Regions from separate parts of the Mus musculus genome. Here all the other regions are linked to region 1. Evidence: chromatin contacts called from public promoter capture Hi-C and targeted proximity ligation data. All regions are on one chromosome and are shown on one strand. The core of a region is the stretch at or near the end of the contact, and the rest is flanking DNA. Distances in the headings are between cores, read along the strand shown.

What was found. Promoter capture Hi-C pulls out the DNA fragments that hold promoters and counts their contacts.
Region 2: a contact with region 1 is called in a targeted proximity ligation map of astrocytes, with 5 times the contacts expected there. A contact is called at or near these places in 3 of 39 promoter capture datasets (cranial neural crest, hippocampal neurons and second pharyngeal arch cranial neural crest) and 1 of 130 datasets of targeted methods (astrocytes).
Region 3: a contact with region 1 is called in a promoter capture Hi-C map of hippocampal neurons, with 2.7 times the contacts expected there. A contact is called at or near these places in 3 of 39 promoter capture datasets (cranial neural crest, hippocampal neurons and second pharyngeal arch cranial neural crest) and 1 of 130 datasets of targeted methods (astrocytes).

Annotation. Positions count from the first base shown.
Region 1 is chr19:10,868,410-10,871,109 of GRCm38.p6, reverse strand. Tmem132a (transmembrane protein 132A) reads left to right here and starts at 1,331. Exons shown (of 11, transcript NM_133804.2): 1 at 1,331-1,571. The coding sequence starts at 1,484. It overlaps Tmem109 (transmembrane protein 109), which reads left to right. Exons shown (of 4, transcript NM_134142.1): 4 at 1-450.
Region 2 is chr19:8,773,196-8,775,895 of GRCm38.p6, reverse strand. It overlaps Tmem179b (transmembrane protein 179B), which reads left to right and starts at 1,429. Exons shown (of 5, transcript NM_026325.3): 1 at 1,429-1,561; 2 at 2,204-2,391; 3 at 2,472-2,606. The coding sequence starts at 1,466. Taf6l (TATA-box binding protein associated factor 6 like) reads left to right here. Exons shown (of 12, transcript NM_146092.2): 11 at 378-506; 12 at 606-1,542. The coding sequence ends at 1,367. It also overlaps the pseudogene Gm2518.
Region 3 is chr19:8,755,632-8,758,331 of GRCm38.p6, reverse strand. It overlaps 1700023D09Rik (RIKEN cDNA 1700023D09 gene), which reads left to right and starts at 1,363. Exons shown (of 2, transcript NR_132423.1): 1 at 1,363-1,547. It overlaps Nxf1 (nuclear RNA export factor 1), which reads right to left and starts at 1,229. Exons shown (of 21, transcript NM_016813.2): 1 at 1,073-1,229. The coding sequence starts at 1,100. It overlaps Stx5a (syntaxin 5A), which reads right to left. Exons shown (of 10, transcript NM_019829.4): 10 at 2,690-2,700.

The sequences.
Region 1 (2,700 bases), core at 82-2,581:
CAGCAAACAAAGCAACGGCCCTGCTGGGATTGTCGAATCTCCCTTGAGGGTTTCAGGGACCTTGAAAAGGGCAGGAGGACCTGCTGTCTTGCAGTTTTACCCCTGTCCACTCTCTGCCATCCAGAAGCAAGCGTTGGTCAGTGTTGTGTCCCAGTAGCTGGGAAGGGCACGGCTTTGCCCTGATCTGTTCTGCAGGGCTAGGAGTGAGCCTGCCACTAACCCCTCTCCACCACTTGCTCACTCTTGGCCTTGGCCTTGGCCTTTAGGTCCCTGGTGGAGGGAGATGACCCATGCCAGGTCCAGCACAAGATGTGAAGATTAAATGCCTATTCTTACTGAAGGTTTGATGTGGAATCATGGCTGCAGTGATATGTTTTTATCAGCGCTTGGTGGTTTTAAAGTGCATGCTATTTTATTATCTTCTTCTGAATAAAATGTATTTACTCAAAAGTCTCTGCTGACAAACTCTCTTCCTTCTGGACTTCTAGCAGAAATCTGTTGGGAGGAAGGGAGGGCTCAGGAAGGCAGGATGTACCTGGTACCTTTCCCCCTAGGACTCTGGAGGGAGGCATGCACTCTCTTGGAAAGCTTGCAGATCTGGCAGCTCTGTTGGGACTGAAGTTGCCCCTTCCTGCAGGGTGCTTATATTGCTAGCTTGGGGAACCTGGAAAAACTGGCTTCCCTCCCAGACTCAGGAATTTACTGAATAAGGTTCTCAATGTGGCTCCAGGTGGTTCTGCTCTTTTGTGTAAGGCCCGGGCACGTTTCTGTTTCTTTTTCCTCTTTAAGTTGCCATGGAGATGCCAAATCTGGACCTCTCCCAACACTACCTGAGGGCAAGGCTAGGTGGCACTGGGAGTCAGGACTCCCTCAGAAGGGTTGACCAGCCTACACCCTTCATCCTTAGGGACTCTTTCTGGGATAGGTTTGGGCATGAGACAAGCTGCCTCCACGGATGGCCTAAGGTGGTCTGGCCTGGTTTGGCCTCTCCTTTTCTGCCCCAGCAGCTCTGTTCTCTTATGTCCCTGAATTCTAGATGCCTTCACAGGTGAGATGCCTGTGGGGAGGGTATGAGGCAGAGGAAACGGGTTTTGTTTGTTTTTCTCCTTGATCATCGGCTTCCACGAGGAATCCCAGAACGCACCTTGTGCTTCCTGGCAGAGGACATCAATCTGCTTAGTCTCCAGGGACGCTGCCTTATTCCAATCCTAGGCACCCTAGGCACGGGGCCACGCTCTGGGTTTTGGGATCCGCAGGGCACTAGGACCCGGCGGGGCGAAGGGGACAGCCCATGTGCCTGCGTTCCCTCCCACCCCACTGCTCCTGCTCCATTGTCTGGGAACTGCAGCCGCGGGCCGGCGGCGCAGGGAACTAGCTGGCCACAGCGGCTGGCGCGGAGCGGGCGCGGGAGATGTGGGGACAGATTGCAGCCACCTGAGCCGCGCGCCGGTTACCCTCCTTTGGTGGGAAGGAGTGCGCCTCGATGACTGAACGCAAGGCTGCGGCCCCTCGGGGGCCCTACGGTGCCTGGTTCTGCCTCCTGGTGGCTCTCGCCCTGGAAGTCGTGAGAGGTCAGAGGGAAGGGAGGGGTGGGGAGGGGCGACCTGGCCCTGTCCGTCCGAGGCCACGCGCCATTGATGCCCCCAAGCCACTGGACTCTAGAACTAAACCTAGAGCGATGCCCTGGAGAGGTCTAACCTTGGGAAACCGGTTCCCAGCCAACAGCCCTTTGGCTTTCTTCTCTGTGCACCACCTAGATGCTCCTAAAGTCTTTTCACTCCCATCTTCACTAGCCCGGTCCCAACTCCTCTGCGAGCCCCTCTCCAGCCGCGACATCTAACCCGGCTGCCCTGCTTCCCCGTGCACCACCTCTTCCTAACCTGCAGTTCTAGTCCCCAGAAACCCGCTGGTTAGTCACAGGAATGCAAAACAGGCTCTTTGCCTGAGACCCGAGAGATATGCCTCTGCCCCCCCCCCTCTCTCCCTTTCCCCCTCTCTCTCTCCCCCTCTCTCTCCCTGTTCCAAGGAGATCTCCAACATTGGAGTCTTCTGGGAGAGTCCCAGCCTTGCCTTTCCGAGCCCTTGTGGGTGCACCCATCACTGAGTACGAAAGGGGCAGCAGCTACCGCGTGCCTGCCATAAGCTGGGGCTGAAAGGTGGAAGATGTTATGGGAATTGGGAGATGGCGAAGTAGTCTCTACCTTTCTGCCCCCATCAAGAGGGCTGGATTCTCCGTGATGGGAGACCATGGAAGTCCGTGGGAGTCAGGCTACTGAGCATCTTGTAATTATGGAAACATTGAATTAGAAGGTGGACCGGAGCCACCCTAAGGACCAACAACAGTCACTCACTTGTTACCCTTAGGGATACTGGTGCGCGGGCGCGCGCGCGGGGGGGGGGCACTCTAGAGAAAAGCCCCGCCGTCCCAGCTCAGCTGTGGGGCTGAGAGAGCTGGTTCTGGAACTTCTTTTAGGTACCTGCTCCAAACCCTGCAGAACCAGTGGGGGTCCTAATAACCCCTCCACAGTGAGGGAAGGAAAGCTTTTTCATTTGGCTCACTAACAATCTCACTTCCAGTATGATCTACACCAAGCTTCCAAAACCCTCCCCTGCTCACCGGGTTATGAAATACTCCCACCCCTTGTACCAGTGAGGAAGGAAACCCAGGCTCCAAGATGCTGGTGACTGGCCCATCTTTCA
Region 2 (2,700 bases), core at 180-2,679, 2.1 Mb after region 1:
TCTGGGCTCCCAGTATTGTTTTTATGTGTGTGGTCTAAACTCAGCTCTCATTTCTCTAACAAGTACACCACTTCCTTACTGATTGTATTTACTAGCAGTCTGCAAACAATTTCTGTGTCTTAATGATTTAATTATGCCTAAATAGCTCAGAGTAAATGCCAGTAATGGGGCTTTTTAATATTGCATGTATTTGTATGTTTTGATCCCTTATGCTTACCAAAAGCTTATGCATACAATAGATCCCAGAGACGTGGGATATGTCAATAAGGAAATAGAGGACTGAGCCCTGTCAAAAATTGAGTGGATCTTTTGTGGGAAAGGGCACTGAAGAGGGCATTTGGAACAAGGTTGCTTGACTGCAGTCCTTTGCATTCCAGGCAGTGGAGCGAGTCCTCTACCCACATCTGCCCACTTACTGGACAAACTTGCAGGCTGTGCTGGATGACTATTCCGTATCTAATGCCCAGGTCAAAGCGGACGGGCACAAAGTGTATGGAGCCATTCTGGTGAGTTAGCAGTCCCACCTTCTCTTTCCTGCAGGAGCTTAGCAGATTTACTTTGCCATGGCTCTTGGGCCCAGGTTCCTCTTAGCTCTCTGTTTACAGGTGGCCGTAGAACGACTATTGAAGATGAAAGCTCAGGCAGCAGAGCCCAACCGCGGTGGCCTTGGCGGGAGAGGGTACCGTCCTGCGGAGGACCTGCCTTGGGACAGCCTTCTCCTACAAGAATCTCCCCCCGGGGGCAGCTCCGAAACAGGTTTTGGGTCTGGTCTCCCGCCACCATCAGGGGTTGCGGGACCAGAGGACCCTTCTTCCTTGACCCTGGCAGACATCTACCGTGAGCTATACTCCTTCTTTGGTGACAGCTTGGCCACTCGCTTTGGCACTGGCCAGCCTGCTCCCACGGCCCCGCGACCACCCGGAGACAAGAAGGAGCCTGCGGCTGCCCCGGATTCGGTGCGGAAAATGCCGCAGCTGACTGCCAGCGCCGTGGTCAGCCCTCAGGGTGACGAAAGCCCGTGCGGTGGGACTCTCGCCACCGCCACCGCCGCCTCGGAGAGCAGGCCGCTACCGCGCGTACACCGGGCGCGGGGTGCTCCTCGTCAGCAGGGCCCCGGCGCGGGAACGCGAGACGTCTTCCAGAAGAGCCGCTTCGCGCCCCGTGGCGCCCCACACTTCCGGTTTATAATCGCAGGGCGTCAGGCCGGGCGGCGCTGCCGCGGGCGCCTCTTTCAAACTGCCTTTCCTGCCCCATATGGGCCCAGCCCCGCGTCCCGCTACGTGCAGAAGCTGCCCATGATCGGCCGTACCGGCCGCCCGGCCCGCCGCTGGGCGCTCTCCGACTACTCGCTGTACCTGCCGCTGTGAGGTTGCGGCGCCTCGGAGAATAAAGCCACACCCGGAAGTGACGTGTCTATGCTCGTGGGCGGGGCTTGGGTGGTTGTCTTCCTGGTAGCCTGGGCGCCATGGCGCTGCCCTGGTTGCAGCGAGTTGAGCTCTTGCTCTTCACTGCCGCCTTCCTGTGCGGGGCTTTGGCGGCCGCGACGCTGACCCGGACCCAGGTGCGGCTGCGGGGGCGGGCTGGCCTTGGGGTCCAGCAGGCTTGCGTAGGGGGTTGGACAGGGTGACTACACTGGACCTGGGGTTAGAACGTTCCAAAGTTGTTTCCTCTCCAGAGGAACTGGACAAGCTTCCAGTCGAGCTTCATAAGCTACTAGGGTTTTGAGACACACAGGCCGTCTCTGCATCCACCCAGTAATAGGAACATTTGTGGAAAAAAAAAAAAAACAGTGTAGCAGAGAAATCGTGATTGTTAACAAAGTATGTGAAGTGAGGAAACATACAACTGTGTACATTTGAGTCTTGCCTACTGCTGGGTAGTTTTGGTGATAGAATACTTTGAATCACTATAGGAGTCTAAAACACCTACTTTTACAGATTAGTAGAGTTTATTGTTAAGGGACACACAAAGTCAGCGTTTACTTAGAACTCCTACTCACAGAGAAGGGCAAACTTGTGATTTCCCTTAGGTTCCTTATATTTATAGCCTTTTGAATTCGGATCCTTCTGGGCCCTGAGATTTTGTTCCCAGCAGATCCATCAGTCTCCCCGTTCATCTCAACTTGTGAACTAGTCCTTACATATGACAGAAACCTACATCTCGGGTACTGAACTGAAATGGACTTAACAGCTTCTCTCCACAGGGCTCCTTTGGTGGTAACTGTCCCTTGTATGGTGTGGCTGCACTCAATGGCTCCTCTCTGGCCTTGTTAGGTCCCTCAGCCCCTTCCCTCTGCTACTTCGTGGCTGGGGCTTCAGGCATCTTGGCACTCTACTGCCTTCTGCTTCTCTTCTTCTGGGTCTACAGCAGCTGCATCGAAGACTCCCACAGGTGATTGCCCTACTGATGACAAAGGGCCGAGGTTGAGATGAGTCCCACCTCGGCCACCAAGCTTGTTTTCTCTTTCTCAGAGGTTCTATAGGGCTCCGAATTGCTTTGGCCATCTCAGCTACAGCCATCTTCCTGATCTTAGTGTCTGCCTGTATACTTCGATTTGGCACCAATTCTTTCTGCAATTCCATCATCTCCTTGAACCTTACAATTAGGTAACGGGAGAGGGAGGGAAGCCTGACAGGGACTGTCCTTCTGTAGGGGACATGTCAGTCATTTAAGTTCCTACTTTATCCCCTTCCTCTGGCC
Region 3 (2,700 bases), core at 114-2,613, 2.1 Mb after region 1:
GCTGACACAGGGAGACTGACTGAGGCCAGCCTGGGATACTAGGGCTGACCCTGTAAGGGAGAATTAGCCTTCCCTAGGGATGAATTCCCTAAATGGTTATCCAATCCCAAATGGTAAGCTTTAGAAACAAATATATACACATTAACACTAAATGGGCTCTGCATGTTGGATGAATTTGGGGAGAGAGTTGACAATGGGAATGGCTAGAGAAAGGAGACCAAGTAATTATATTTGAATTAAAATAAAGGTTCATTGGGTAGCTATTTTTCAGGCCTGGATAAATCATCAGTATTACACAAATACAAAAAAGGTATAACTTTCAAAGAAATCCACCTAATATCTAGCATCCTCTAAACAACGATCCTCTCCAAGCAACCCTAGTAAAAAGGAATACATTAAGAGACAGTGAAACTACGGTTCACGGAAGAAAATTCCCACTCCAGTTACTGTGTTCTAGGCACTTGGTAGAAATTATTTCATACGCACACAAACGCACACGCACATGCACACAAACTTGGGAGACAGGTACCCACATGAAAGAGGCGGAAAACAAGGCCTGAAAGTTTAACTCACTCGGGTTTAGTACAGCCAACTCCAGATTCAAACCTCAGCTGTCATAGTGTCCTAACCACCACAATGAATTAACATGTCAGGATAGGTGTTCCGACTAGAAATTTGATAAACAATAAGCAGCAAGCTACAAGAACAGACTGATCGTATCACAAAAAGAAAAAGAAAAATAGGGCACCAGGGTAGCCCACGACCAAGCGACTACTGACTCACATTTAAAGGAAGAGTCGGGCCGCCAAACTGAACTGACAGGCATCAACCACCCTCAAAGTTGAAAGGAATCTTGTCACCCCACCCCTGAGCCACAGGTTCTCCAACGCCTGAATCCGGGCGACTCTGGAGCCCCTGGGTCCCGCGGCGCCCCGCGCCCCCTGCCCGCGCGGCCACCGCTACCTACGGACGTAGGGCTCCTCGCGGCCTCCCGCCCCCGGGCTGAGGCCTAGGCCAGGGCCGCCCACCCCAACCCACCGCGTCGCCTCCCGGCCCGAGGCCCCGCACTGACCGTTGTATGACTTCCCTTCGTCCGCCATGGCACAGGCAGGTACAGGGGCGGGCTCAGGCGCAGAACCTGACGCCACCAAACGCCAAGGAGCCTTAGCGCTCAGGACAGAATCTCTCCTACGACCGGCGCCACCGCATTTATCCGGCGAAGCACGTCGCGCGCCGCCGACGTCCCCAGGATGTGGGCGGTGCCGCGGGACGTGAACGCGCTCTCTGAGCCTGCGCAGAAGCAGGGCGGCCGCTCGGGGGCGTGGCCAGGCCCTCCGAGGCCCGCCCACGGCCGGAGCTCCGGCCGGATGGCCTATCGGCCGGCCCCGCCTTCCTATTTCTTCGCTGGCCCGGTCCCGGAGCTAAACCCTCTGCGTTAGCACTGAACTCAAGAGGAGCAGGGTCGAGGGCTACACACAAGAATGGAGACCTGGCCTCTGAACGGGAGTAACGGCCCACAGTCCCCGCCGGTGGGATCCCGGCAGCGAGTAAGTCGCAGCTCAGTTCCTTGCCAGCCGCTGGCCTATGCCCTCTTAGCTTTTCTCATCTCCACGACGAATTATGACGAAATAGAAAATTGGAATGTAAGCCCCACTGGAGCAGGAACCTTAACTAATGCGAACTTTTCTTCCTCCAGCACAGTATCATGCCCAGTGTGAAACCCAAGTGTGAATTAAACGAAATCCTGTCCTTCGTAGGTTTTTAAATTGACTAATGAAAAAAGGTCTTTTAAATTGACTAATGAAAAAAAAAGTCAAGTCGGGTGTAGTGGAGCAGGTCTTTAAACCCAGCATTTGGAAGGCAGAGGCAGGCAGATCTTTGAGTTTGAGGCCAGTCTTGGCTCTATAGAAATTTCTAGAACAGCCAGAGCTATGTAGAGACCCTTCCTCCAAAAAAAATAAAATAATAAAATAAAATAAAAAAGCTTTAGTCTTACTATCAATACTTTGTCCAGTTCAGAGATAGGGAACACTACATAGACCATCTCAAAACAAAATCAGGGATCTAGTGAGCCTTAAGCCTTGATCTTCACTTCACTCAGTCTGTCATACTGAAGCCTAATTGGTAGACCCAGGTCAGCTAGGTAGGTAGCTAGGGAAAGTTGCTAGTTTTGGGTTTTGTTTCTTGAAACAGGGTTTCTGTGAAACTTGCTTTGTAGACCAAGTTGGCCACAAACTCAAGAAATTCACCTGCTTCCAACTCCCAAGTGTTGACTGAAACTTTAATGTCAAACCCAAGAGCTCTAGGAAACTTTTCTGGTGTGGCTAGGACTATTGCAGCCTTGGATCCAGATGCTGCTGTGGGAGGGGGAAGCAGATGGGGTGCTGGTAGGCATGGAGCATGACTTGATTTGAAGATACAAAACAGGCTCAAACTTATGGGTACTGTCTTGGAAGTTGCCGCCCAATTATGAACCCACTTAGTCCAAAGGAAAACTCTTATGAAGTGCTGCTGTACTTGGCTACTCGCTTCTAGGGGGGAGTTGTGTGTACAGAGCTCCGGAGCTACCCTGCCTATCAGTAGGGGCCCATCAGAGTCACTGACTTAACCCTTTTGGTTCTGGTATTGGGCAGTGGTTAGCTTTTTGCTGAAGTCCCCCCCCCCCCCCCAGAAATGACATCAACACTAGTGAGGCTGACA